Linked DNA regions of Zea mays: region 2 is linked to region 1. The links are chromatin contacts, called in public Hi-C maps. All regions are on one chromosome and are shown on one strand. The core of a region is the stretch at or near the end of the contact, and the rest is flanking DNA. Distances in the headings are between cores, read along the strand shown.

Region 1 (6,148 bases), core at 1,163-3,662:
CGTAGGTTTGTGCAGATCACAACGTAGACAAAGGGATAAATTTCACTAGAGTGGGCGATGACCAACAAGAATTTAGAGGTATCCTATGACCAAACGCTAATGATCAAAAGTAATGAGGACAAGAGCCCCCCCCCCCCCCCGTGTTGTACACCATCAAGTAATGCAATGCAATAGTGCACGCAAGTCAATAGGGAAGGAATCACGTTGCGAGAGCCCACATTTGGCGACCTGGGTCTTGTCGTCCTGAAGAAGACGAGGCCATGCATCTTGGCCTGGCCTGCTTCATCGATCGGGAACCCTAAGAGAACCCCGAAAGGAAAGCGTGGAAACCATTGAATAGTTTTTCTTTTTGACGGAGTAATTATTAAAGAGTAACCATATCAAGTCGACATTTGGCCGGCTCGTTTAAGTAGATTATTCATTTGAGAAACATCTCCTTCATTCTTCTTCTTCTTCTGTATTATCACATTATCGAATATTTATCGATCGCTAGTTCATTTTTTAAATAAACTGTGATAAATAAAAACGAACCAAAAAGGGAGTATTTTTTTTCTTAGCTTAGGGTTCTCTCCATGTTTCGTCGAAGTTTCAACTTTTAAATCACAGGTCGACAGTCCATGTCAGGCCCCACCATTATTAGTGCTCCTAATAGTTTACCTTGTCCGCTACAGATTCGGTTTTTGCATGCCCACTTGGGTTTTATACGGAACAAGAGTACAGCAACGGACAACAAGGACGCACTTGCTTCCGTCCCGACCCTTGCGTGTGATGTGCTGTGATGACCACGGAGATACAGATACATGCATGGCCTGGAGAGATGTCGCTGTTGATTAAGTCATAGTGATGCAAGAGGGCTGCGTCGTCGCGCCATTTAGAAATTGAGCGTAATACGATTTTATACGGACGCATTTATACACCAAACTAACGCGTCCCTGTTCGATGAATAAATACAAGCTATATAATCCTGGTACCAAGTAGACTAAAATACAATAGGAGCAGTGAAGCTTACTATTGATCACCATTTTTGACCGTGCGGATGGTCCAGTCCTAAGGTGGAACGATCCGCATCTGAACAGTCTATCGTGGAGGCGCGGATGGTCCACGCGTGCGCAAAATCGTTTAGAGTTTCTGGTTCTATGATGGATTTGTTAATAAACTCTGCGGAATTAACTTGAGAACCGATTTCTAGCAGGTTTAGACCTCTTCCATATATAAATAAATGGGTACGGTCGATTAACCCTCACAATAGATCCAACTAAACATACTTATCAAATTTACCTTATTTGCATTGTACTTTATATTCCTTAGGAGTATGAGTAATCTAGGCTTAGTTTAGCTCTAGTATTAGTTTTCCTCGACCTATTTCTTCACCTCTCTTCAGTCTTGTGTCATCTAGAGATGTTTTGGGGTGGCCTGCCGTCCCCAAGGCACACTTAGGATCCCAAAATGTATCTAGGTCAAGTACATAGGATTAATATAAAGACATGACTAATGCTACTACAAAATTTCTCTAGGTGCAATCTATCTTAAGAAACCTCGCATTATGGAAGATGATAAACCATGCTTATGATGTGATAATTTAGGAGCCACATATCTTGTTGTAAATCCAATGTTTCATGGTCAAGTTATACATATTGAAAATGATTATCTTTATGTCTGAAAAATAGCAAAAACAGTTGAAAATTTGACTGATTGCTTCAAAAGATCAAATAGCTGACGGATTCATGAAAACTTTGTTTACACATAACAGATGCAAAATTTTAAGAATAATCTTAACTTAGTGATACCTCCTCCGTTTCAAAATAGTATTAGTTTTATTTCCTATTTTTATGTTTATATTCAAATGGATGTTGATGAATCTAGACACATATGTAAAACATATACATTAATTGTTGTATGAACCCACTAAAAATCTAAATCGAATTTTAGTTTCGTACGGAGGGAATATATGATTGACGAGCTGTTAGAAAAGGAAACTACTTTGTTAGGCCTTGTGCCTCACGTAACTACTACCTCCGTTCATAAATGTATGATACAGATTTTTTTCGAAAACTTTGACCACTTGTCCTATTCAAAATACTCTTTCAAAAATATAAAATTTTAAGTCAAGCACAAACTAACTTAAATGATAAAACAAATCAAAAAATAAATAAATGATAATTCATTATTTTTTTAAATAAGACGAGTATTTAAAGTTTTTAAAAGATGTTAACAGTGTTATATATTTATGAACTGAGAGAGTACGAGTCATGATCATGTATTGTTATGACTCCAACTAAAAGATTCGTCTATATATTCTATTTTGTATCTAGATCCATTAAAATAGTCGTAATATAATCAACACGCGTAGGGACATTTCCAGGCGCTTTGTAATTTTAAAGCATCGCGCGCAGGTCGTGCTTCAGTGATAGTAACGTGCTAATGCCAACCTCCGCCTATTTGCCGTGTTGGTGTGAGTGACCCCAACCTCCGTAAGGTGTGGTGCAGACAACAAGCCGAGCCGGCACATGAGCAGTTCGTCCGAATCCGATCAAGCTCGCCTACTTATTGGCGCCCCCTTCCGCCGATTCCACCACGCCACGGATCCCCTCCCACAACACATCCATCTCTCCCACTGCACGTGCACGTGCACGTGAAACCCAGACGCCACCGATGGCAAGGCTCGCTATATGCGCCCTGCTGGCCGCCGCCGTCGTTGTCTCCGCGGCGGTGGCGACCATGGAGTCCGAAGCGGAGGAGCCTGTGTCCACGTACATTGTGCATGTCGCGCCGGCGCACGCGCCGCGGGCGACCCGCCCCCGCGCGCTCTCCGGTGCGTACCGCTCCTTCCTGCGCGAGCACCTCCCCGCGCGCGTGGCGCGCCCGGCGCCGAGGCTGCTCTACTCGTACGCGCACGCCGCGACGGGGTTCGCGGCGCGGCTGACGGGGGCCCAGGCCGCGCACCTCGCCTCGCGGCGCTCCGCCGTGCTCGCGGTCGTGCCCGACGCGACGCAGCAGCTGCACACCACGCTGACGCCGTCGTTCCTGCGCCTCTCGGACTCGTCGGGGCTGCTCCAGGCGTCCGGCGGCGCCACGGACGTCGTGGTCGGCGTCATCGACACCGGCGTGTACCCCAAGGACCGCGCGTCCTTCGCCGCGGACCCGTCGCTGCCGCCGCCGCCCAGCACATTCCGCGGCCGCTGCGTCTCGACGCCGGCGTTCAACGCCTCCGCGTACTGCAACAACAAGCTCGTCGGCGCCAAGTTCTTTGGCCTGGGGTACGAGGCCGCGCACGGCGGGGGCGCGGTGGACGAGACGGACTCCAGGTCCCCGCTCGATACCAACGGCCACGGCACGCACACCTCGTCCACGGCAGCGGGCTCCGCCGTGCCGAACGCCGCCTTCTTCGACTACGCCAAAGGCACAGCCATCGGCATGGCTCCGCGCGCCCGCATCGCTGCCTACAAGGCGTGCTGGGCGAGGGGGTGCACGTCCTCGGACATCCTCATGGCGTTCGACGAGGCCATCAAGGACGGGGTCAACGTCCTCTCCGTCTCGCTCGGCGCCGTCGGCCAGGCGCCCCCGTTCTACAGCGACAGCACGGCCGTGGGAGCGTTCAGCGCCGTCCGCAGGGGCATCGTCGTCTCTGCCTCCGCGGGCAACTCCGGCCCCGGCGAGTTCACCGCCGTCAACGTCGCGCCATGGATCCTGACGGTGGGCGCGTCAACCGTCAACCGCCGGTTCTCAGCGAACGTCGTTCTCGGCAGTGGCGACACCTTCGCCGGCACTTCCCTCTATGCCGGCACGCCGCTCGGTCCAAGCAAGATCCCGCTAGTCTACGGAGGTGACGTGGGCTCAAGCGTCTGTGAAGCTGGCAAACTGATCGCCAGCAAGGTCGCCGGCAAGATCGTGGTGTGCGACCCTGGCGTTAACGGTCGAGCTGCTAAAGGTGAAGCCGTAAAGCTTGCCGGAGGAGCTGGAGCGATCCTCGTCAGCGCAAAGGCGTTCGGCGAGCAGCCCATCACCACCCCACACATCCACCCAGCGACGGCCGTGACGTTCGCCGTTGCCGAGAAGATCAAGAGGTACATCAGAACCAGCGCGTCCCCCGTTGCGACCATCGTGTTTCTCGGCACCGTCGTCGGCGGGACGCCGTCTTCCCCGAGAATGGCATCCTTTTCCAGCCGCGGCCCAAACCTCCTCGCACCGGAGATCCTGAAGCCGGACGTGACCGCCCCCGGGGTGGACATCCTGGCCGCGTGGACCGGCGAGAACTCGCCCTCGGAGCTCGACAGCGACACGAGGCGAGTGAAGTTCAACATCATATCCGGCACGTCCATGTCGTGCCCTCACGTGAGCGGCATCGCCGCGATGCTCCGGCAGGCGCGCCCGGGCTGGAGCCCCGCCGCGATCAAGTCCGCGCTGATGACCACCGCGTTCAACGTCGACAGCGCCGGGGACGTCATCAGGGACATGTCCACCGGCGGGGCGTCCACGCCGTTCGTGCGCGGGGCCGGCCACGTGGACCCCAACCGCGCCCTCAACCCAGGCCTGGTGTACGACGCCGGCACTGACGACTACGTCTCCTTCCTCTGCGCGCTCGGCTACACGGCCAGGCAGATCGCCGTCCTGACGCGTGACGGCTCGGTGACCGACTGTTCGACGCGCCCGGGCTCTGTGGGCGACCTCAACTACCCGGCCTTCTCGGTGGTGTTCGGCTCCGGCGACGACGAGGTCACGCAGCGCCGCGTCGTACGAAACGTCGGGAGCAACGCCAGGGCCACGTACACGGCCAGCGTCGCCAGCCCGGCCGGCGTGCGCGTCACGGTGGAGCCTCCGACGCTGGAGTTCAGCGCGGCGCAGCAGACGCAGGAGTACGCGGTCACCTTCGCGCCGGAGCAGGGAAGCGTGGCCGAGAAGTACACGTTCGGGTCCATCGTGTGGAGCGACGGTGAGCACAAGGTCACGAGCCCCATTGCCATCGCCTGGTCGGCGAGCCAAGCAGCGGCGATGTGATCCGATCCGGTCCACGTCGAGCTACCATGTGTGCGCTCTGTGTGCTTCCTGTTGCAGAATAAGTTGCGTTGTTTCGACACTGATCCATCCTACCAACAAGTTGTAGCATAATTTACTGTAAACAAAAACTACCGTATTTTATTACGTGGACTTTCGTTTCTCAACGGATTTCGATCGTTACAGCAGGCTAATGAACCAAAACAAAGCTATTTTTTTGTCAACTAGGCTAATTACGTATGTCAGGAGTGTAGGGAGCAGGTGGAGATGGTACCTTGTCACCGTACATCTGTACTACTACACTTTATTCTCTTTAAACAACATTATCCCCTTTGGCATAGTGACCATTTTTTTAAACAATTCCATTTGCTTAAATCAAACGTCTCTAATTTTGATCGGATTTAAAATACACTATCAAGTCATACCCATAGCCTATTTTTACTTAAAAAAATATGATGATGTAGATATTGGTGCATTTTTTTGCCATAAAATTTATAAAAAATAGAGAAGATTACAAAATGGAAAAGACGTATCTTGTTCGAACTTTTCAAAGAGGCCATGCTGGCATGCTGCGATGACGACGTCCATCTTTTCTGTCCACGGCATTGTGTTGTCTAGGGCTCTAGGCGACTGAAGAAGGGAAGCCAAGGAACCCACAAATTCGGTCAACTGTCAAACCGCCACGACCGACAACAGCTTTGTAATGGTAGCACTCCCTTTCTCTTTTGCTTCAAGTATAGCCGACATTTTGATTAAGCCAGGCTCCGTTTGGGATCGCTCTGCTCTTTGTAGAGTAATTTTATTGGATTGCTAGGAGAGAGCTGATGAGAAGTGATTCTCTCTTGATCCTCAGATGAATTGATTGGTATTTTGAATGTTTGGCTGATTAGGAACGATTCTCTTCGGAGAAGCTTAAACATGAGCCCAAAAAACCTCTTACTTCACCATTTTCTTTTGCCTTGATTAAATATCTTCAATATTTATTATTTAAACTAGAATTTTGTACTCGTTGAAGCTAGAACTTTTTATTTGTGTCGGGGTACTTTAAAGCATGATGGAGGCAGACGTTTGACGCTACTTTATCTATCACACTTTGATACTATAGCTAACATGTATCTCCATCTCTCTGTGCCATTAATCCTAAATACTTAAAAGA
Region 2 (6,148 bases), core at 1,073-3,572, 150 kb before region 1:
ACAAGATTGGTGTCTCTTGCCTCAATTACAAGTGAGTTATGATCGCAATGAAAGAATCAAGAAAGCACGATTGCAAAAGCCAAGCGACAAGAGCGACAAATAACACACGGATCACTTTCTCTCTCAAGCCACTAATCACTAATGATCTCTTTTCCCAATTGTGAAACTTGGAGAGATGGAGGCTTTGAATGTGTCTTGGAATGGATTGCTAGCTCTTGTATTGAATGTTGAAGGTTGGAATGCTTGGATGTGTTGAATGGAGGTGGTTGGGGTTGTATTTATAGCCACCAACCACTTCCTAGCCGTTGGGCCATTCTGCTGAGCGCGGACGGTCCGCGAGCCAGGTCCGGACGGTCCGCCCCTGTAGATCAACGGCTGAAAAAGCAACGGTCAGCAGTAACGGCTATATCAACGGCTATATTGCATTTAATGCGTCGTCAGATGTCAGACAGAGCCAGTCGCGGACGGTCCGGTCGTGCACCCCGGACGGTCCGCGAGGCCCCCTATAATTCATTTCTCTGAACCCGTCACCTTCGGGTTTTTCGGTTTCTTACCGACCGGACGGTCCGCGCCTGAGGCCGGACAGTCCGCGCGAGGGCTCAGACGGTCTTTGCTTTTCTTTCGGACAGTCCGTAGTGGAAACTTGTGTTTTTGCATTGGTTCTGTCCGAGGGTCATTCTTGTGTTGCGGACGGTCCGCCGCAAGGGCCCGGACGGTCCGCGCTTGGCCTGTTTTTCCAAAAAACTTCTCCTGTCCGGAATAATCTATGGTATTCCGGACAGTCGATTTAGTATAGTTATAGATGAACTTTTGGCACCTGTAGAACATATAATCTAGAGCAAACTAGTTAGTCCAATTGTTTGTGTTGGGCGATTCAACCACCAAAACTATTTAGGAACTAGGTGTAAGCCTAATTCCCTTTCACGTGGGTTGTATTAGTAGAATTGTATCTAGATTTAGAGAACCGTGCTAGAGATATTTATTCACCAAGATATTGTCTCTTATTTTTTTTACATTTAACTTCTTGATACCCCTAAGATAAGATGTACATGCACTAAGACTGTCTCTAACAAGGAGCGGTATATAGTTCTGGCCCCTAAATTTGGAGGGTGCCGAGCTACTTTATCTATCCAACAATGCAAGACCAGTAAAATTAGCGTGCGTCGTTTGACACTCTAAGGGCTAGTTTGACAACCCCATTTTTCCGTGAGATTTCCAATTTCTCAAGGAAAAAACTCTTGGAAAAATAGGGTTCCCAAACTAGCCCTAAATGTGGAGTTCCTCTTGGAGTTCGCGATACGTCACTCTCTCTCCCTCCCGCGCCGCCGGGGTGGAAGCTTCCCCTCGCGCATTCCACGCCACGGGTTGGAGCCCGACAAGTGCAGTCGAGTCCGTCGCGAAAAGGTTCCCGGAGCTAGGCGGGTCTAGCAGCGTACCTTCCTGCGTCGGCGCCACCTGCAAAACACTGAACCATGGGCGTAGCGCTGGAACTTTGGGAGCAATGGTATCCTCGATCTCCGCCGCCTTGATGACAACCTCAATCCCCATGCTCTCTTCCACCACCTTGCTGCTGCACAACACGACCAGCAACTGGGGGCAGCACCAGCAGGTCACCACTCCGACAATAGGAAGCAAAGCAACGCAAGGAGAGAAGGGGATATTTTACCGCACAACATCAAGGACCGATAAAAAAGAAAGCCAATGAAGATATGAAAATGACATATTTATTAATATATGTTTAAAATGATTTGCTATATAGACAATATTTTGTTAAAAAATATGGGTTCTAAAATTGATATTAATATTGTTGAGAAAATATATAATATAAGATATAGAAGATTAAATTTAGAGGATATTGTTGGAGACGGTGAATATATATAGATGACATAATCTTTTAAAGTGTACTGTAAATGACGAAGAATATTTTTTAGAGTTAGTTTAGGAACTTTATTTTTCTATGTGATTTCTATTTTTTCAAGAAAAAATGAATTAATTTTATTTAGAAAAATTAAAATCCTTGGAAAAAAATGTGCTTTTCAAACTAGCCTTTAGGAATAAAATTTAGAGCACGTTGTTCAACACAGTCCGGTACCGCTACCAAGTCTAGTCCCCCCTTGAATTGGATTTGCTCCCAAATCCGGCGAGAAAGCGACCATCACTCCACGCCAAGCTGCGGCGCCCGGACAAGAGATTTTTGACATTATAAAACGCGACAGATTTATAAAAATCAATAGACTCAAAATCTTTTTATGCGTAGAGACGGGCTATTAAGCTGCTGCATCTAACGCCGTGACTCGTCTCCATCCTTTCTCTTTTCTCTTCCACCGGGTCGACGCAGTGCAGCGCGAGCTTCAGCGTGTCCATGAGCTGCTCGTCCGCGGCCGTCCCGGCGGCAGCGTCGCGCACCAGCTCCAGGTCGAACAGCATCGTCCATCGTTCCATTCCCATCCATACCCCCTCAATCGGCCGGGATGCTGGGTGTAGGGACGGCCGCGGCGGTGCTGCTCGGGGCCGTGGCGTTGGTGCTCGCGGATGCCGCTGCGAGGAGAGCGCACTGGTGGTACAGGGAGGCGGCTGAGGTGGTGCTGGTCGGCGGCGTGGCTTTGGTGGTGGTGGACGCCGCGGCGCGGAGGGCGCACGGGTGGTACAGGGAGGCGGCGGCGCGGCTGCCGCCGGGGGAGATGGGGTGGCCCTTGGTCGGCGGCATGTGGGCCTTCCTCCGCGCCTTCAAGTCCGGCAAGCCCGACGCCTTCTTTGACAGTCTCCCTTTCCTGGATACATGCTCGATGCTCCTAGTAAACACTAAACACCGTGCGTGATGTTCTGAACATCTATCTATCTCTCTCTCTGAGCTAGATTTATGTGGTACGAAGAACCCTCCTGTTCAGATGGGCCTATGTATGATACGTGTTGCTCACTCGCTTGCTCCTCCTCGCAGTCTCAATGGATGGATGCTGTCGTTTTTTGCCTTTGCCCGCCCTGAATGGCTGCTGCAAAGTCTGGAACTGAAACAGCTTATTAAGGCAGATTAAGCAAGAGCTCGCTCATCACCATTAATCAGTTGTGCTGATCAAACAGACGAACAGTCAGATAGACAGGCAACCAGACCATCTGACCTGGATGCACCATTAATTGCAGGTTCGGTCGCACTCGCACGGGCGTGTACCAAGGCTTCATGTTCAGCAGCCTGACGGTGCTGATGACGACGGCGGAGGCGTGCAAGCAGGTGCTGATGGACGAGGACGCGTTCGTGACGGGGTGGCCCAAGGCGACGGTGGCGCTGGTCGGGCCGCGGTCGTTCGTGGCGATGCCGCACGACGAGCACCGGCGCCTCCGCAAGCTGACGGCCGCGCCCATCAACGGCTTCGACGCGCTCACAGGGTACCGTGCCGTAGGTGCTCTTCCCCATGATTTCGGCGGTGGCGCACAGCAGGTCGTCGGCCGTGAACGCCAGCGGCCCATCAAAGTGCACCAGCTTGCCGCCCACATCGCCACCGGACTCCACCTCCGCCGCCGACGACCACATAGGGGCGGCGACACCGGTTCTGACGGGAGAAGAAAACGGCGCGCGGACGGACAGCGACGGAGCATGATTAATGGTTCTCCTCAACGGCTAATAACGATTGTGAGTCTATATCAGCGGCTTCGTGTTCTCTGTATTTCCATATCGTCGAAATCCTCGCCGACGCCTCCGTTTCGACGAATCCAAATCTACCGTGTTTTATAATCCAAAAGTCTCCCCGATAAGGGAAGCGCGGAGTCCTAGGCCTCGTATCTAGCCCCGTCGCAGCGTGAGGCGGCGCGGCACGAGCACGACGGTCACCATCCCGCCAGCGCGCGGCGCTTTTGGTTTGTGGAATGGCGGCCAGAGCAGCGAATGCGGGATCTCTTGCGGTCGTCTGGGGGGAAGGTGGGGTTTGTGTTGTGATTTGGGCATTTGGCTGCCTGGTGCTGCGCGGTGAGGTTGGGTGGTGGCCCCTGGGGGTTGTTTCTGTGTGAATGTGAATCCTGGAGCGACATCGAGATCCTAGCATTCTGATGTTCATTTGGCATGCTTGGGTCGGGGCCTTTTGGATCTTCTGGAAACTGGGTGAGATTTTGGAGGCGCTGTCAGGCTCGTTTCGTCGAGGTATTAATTTTGATCAGTGAGAACTTAGTATATACAGATAGATCACTGTTTTGCTTTGTTTACCTTTGAGGTCATGAAAGCAAGGAAGAAGAACATCTCAGTTTTTCATGCTCTTAGAGCCAATAGCTGGATTCAGCTATGTCTGCCATGCATACGAGAAGACGAAATAAAAGATTTTGTAACCCTATGGCAGGCTATCAGTAGTATGCACGAACTTAATAACTTGGAGGATTCCATCTCTTGGAGATGGATGACTGATGGTCAGTACAGTGCAAGCAGCGCATATAACATTCAGTTCTCAACAAACTTCTGCACAATGAAAATCTGTTCCATTTGGAAAGCAAAACTGAACCCAAGTGTCGCTTCTTCGCTTGGACTCTTTTACACAATAGAGTGTTGACAGCAGAGAACCTTCAGAAAAGGGGATGGCCTCACAATCCTTCTTGTTGTCTCTGTAATTCGACCTTTGAAACGACGGTTCATCTCTGCAAGGACTGCCCCTTCAGCAGGGAGGTGTGGGACAGAATCTTGTCTTGGGCGAATCTTTCGTCCTTTAAGGGGATCTATGGCTCTGATTCATTGTACGACTGGTGGAGAAATTTGCGAAGTAGGTGCAACAAGCCTTCGAGAAGATCCTTTGATGGCCTTATCATTTATTTTTGGTGGAGCATTTGGTTAGAGAGGAACAATAGAATCTTTCACAGTCAGCTTAAATCAGCGGAGCAGGTCGCGCTAGTGGTCAAAGAGTTAGTTGGTTGTTTCCATGGCCTAGCTGGCTAGTAGGTCCGCTTAGTAAATTTGTTCAGGAGTTCGCTTCTAGTCTTGTAAGTCGTCTTGGTTTCTTGTAATTTCCTGTTAGTTCTACTCCTTCTAATATATTGGAGCGGCAAGTCTTTTGCCTCTCCCTTTCAAAAAAAAAAACCTTTGAGGTCATGGGTTTGTCCTTTTTGTTTTTCAGGTGACAGTTTGAGAAGAGTATTTTTGGAGCTAGTTTGAGAAGCTCTACTTTTTTTTTACAAAATACTTTGAGAACATCCAGTTGCAATTTTGATGCGATATTTTTTTGTATTATTTCATATGTATCGATCTGAATGTTTTCGAGACGATTAAATTGTGATGTTAAGGTCTAAATGCAAATGCTGCTGCAAAATAGTTATTTATGTTCAGTAAAAAAAAAGTTCCCTGTAAGCATGCATGCAATTGACATGTTGCTATGTTTGTTTCCTGATTCACTTATGTTGCTCCAATTGGCAGCTTCAGGAAAGTTTTACTCTTATTAAACTCCCTGACATCGTCCAAGGAAGCAAGTGATTTCATTATGAAAGATTGGTCTATTTTCTCCAAATTTGATCATAATGGAGCTTACCTCCCCATGTTGCCAATCGACTCTCCAATATCTCATGATGTTGGGTTAGGATTGATATCACAAGTCGGAAACTTAGTTGAATGTTCATTTCAACATCCAAGGCATATATGTGCTACGGGGAGTGGCACAGTTCAGGAAGCATTCAGCTGTTTGAACAAGTTTGCTGAAGCTTTCTATTTCTGGTTTTCTAGAGCATCGAATCCTAAGCTATTCCAAAGGCTATCAGCTGCTGCAGGCTCAAGTTCAAGAGTTTGTCGGTCACACATAAAGCAAGTGGCCTCTTGCTTGCAGCATTTACCAGGACTACAGTTTGGTTCACAATTAAGAAAAGATCATGCTGTACAGATGCTTTTAGCGAGGCTTGCAAGCACAACTTTTGGACGCCTGTGGACGGAGGTGGAGGAGCATCATGCCTGCAACATCCTTATGTTGGCTGCCGCTACTGTAGTACCACCATTTGAAAACATGTATGAGTTCACCACATGCTGTTTTGTCAGCTGGCAGATGTTACTTTTGCCACTTGTTTTTTAGGAAGTTTTTTTTTTCGTTTTTGCTTTGTTAACAACTTTTTATCCGTGGACAAGATCTCCGAAGATGCTGGCTGAGTCAATGGCACTAAGAAAAGATGGTGGGAACATCCCCTGCTGGACAGT

What was found. A called contact is a pair of places that touch in the nucleus more often than the background predicts.
Region 2: a Hi-C map of ear shows a contact between it and region 1, with 2.7 times the contacts expected there. The contact joins the enhancer-like site here to the promoter of LOC103654203 in region 1. A contact is called at or near these places in 3 of 25 Hi-C or Micro-C datasets (ear, leaf and tassel).

Annotation. Positions count from the first base shown.
Region 1 is chr4:181,702,327-181,708,474 of Zm-B73-REFERENCE-NAM-5.0, reverse strand. LOC103654203 (subtilisin-like protease SBT1.4) reads left to right here and starts at 2,412. Exons shown (of 1, transcript XM_008681035.4): 1 at 2,412-5,175. The coding sequence starts at 2,653. The coding sequence ends at 4,995.
Region 2 is chr4:181,856,580-181,862,727 of Zm-B73-REFERENCE-NAM-5.0, reverse strand. It overlaps the pseudogene LOC103654207. Among protein-coding and RNA genes, the nearest start is that of LOC100193828, 52 kb to the left of the region's middle. Within about 2 kb of position 2,322, at least 10 of the 20 cell types and tissues checked have an H3K27ac peak or open chromatin away from gene starts, as enhancers often do. A contact at or near this core is called in ear and leaf, where this site is marked.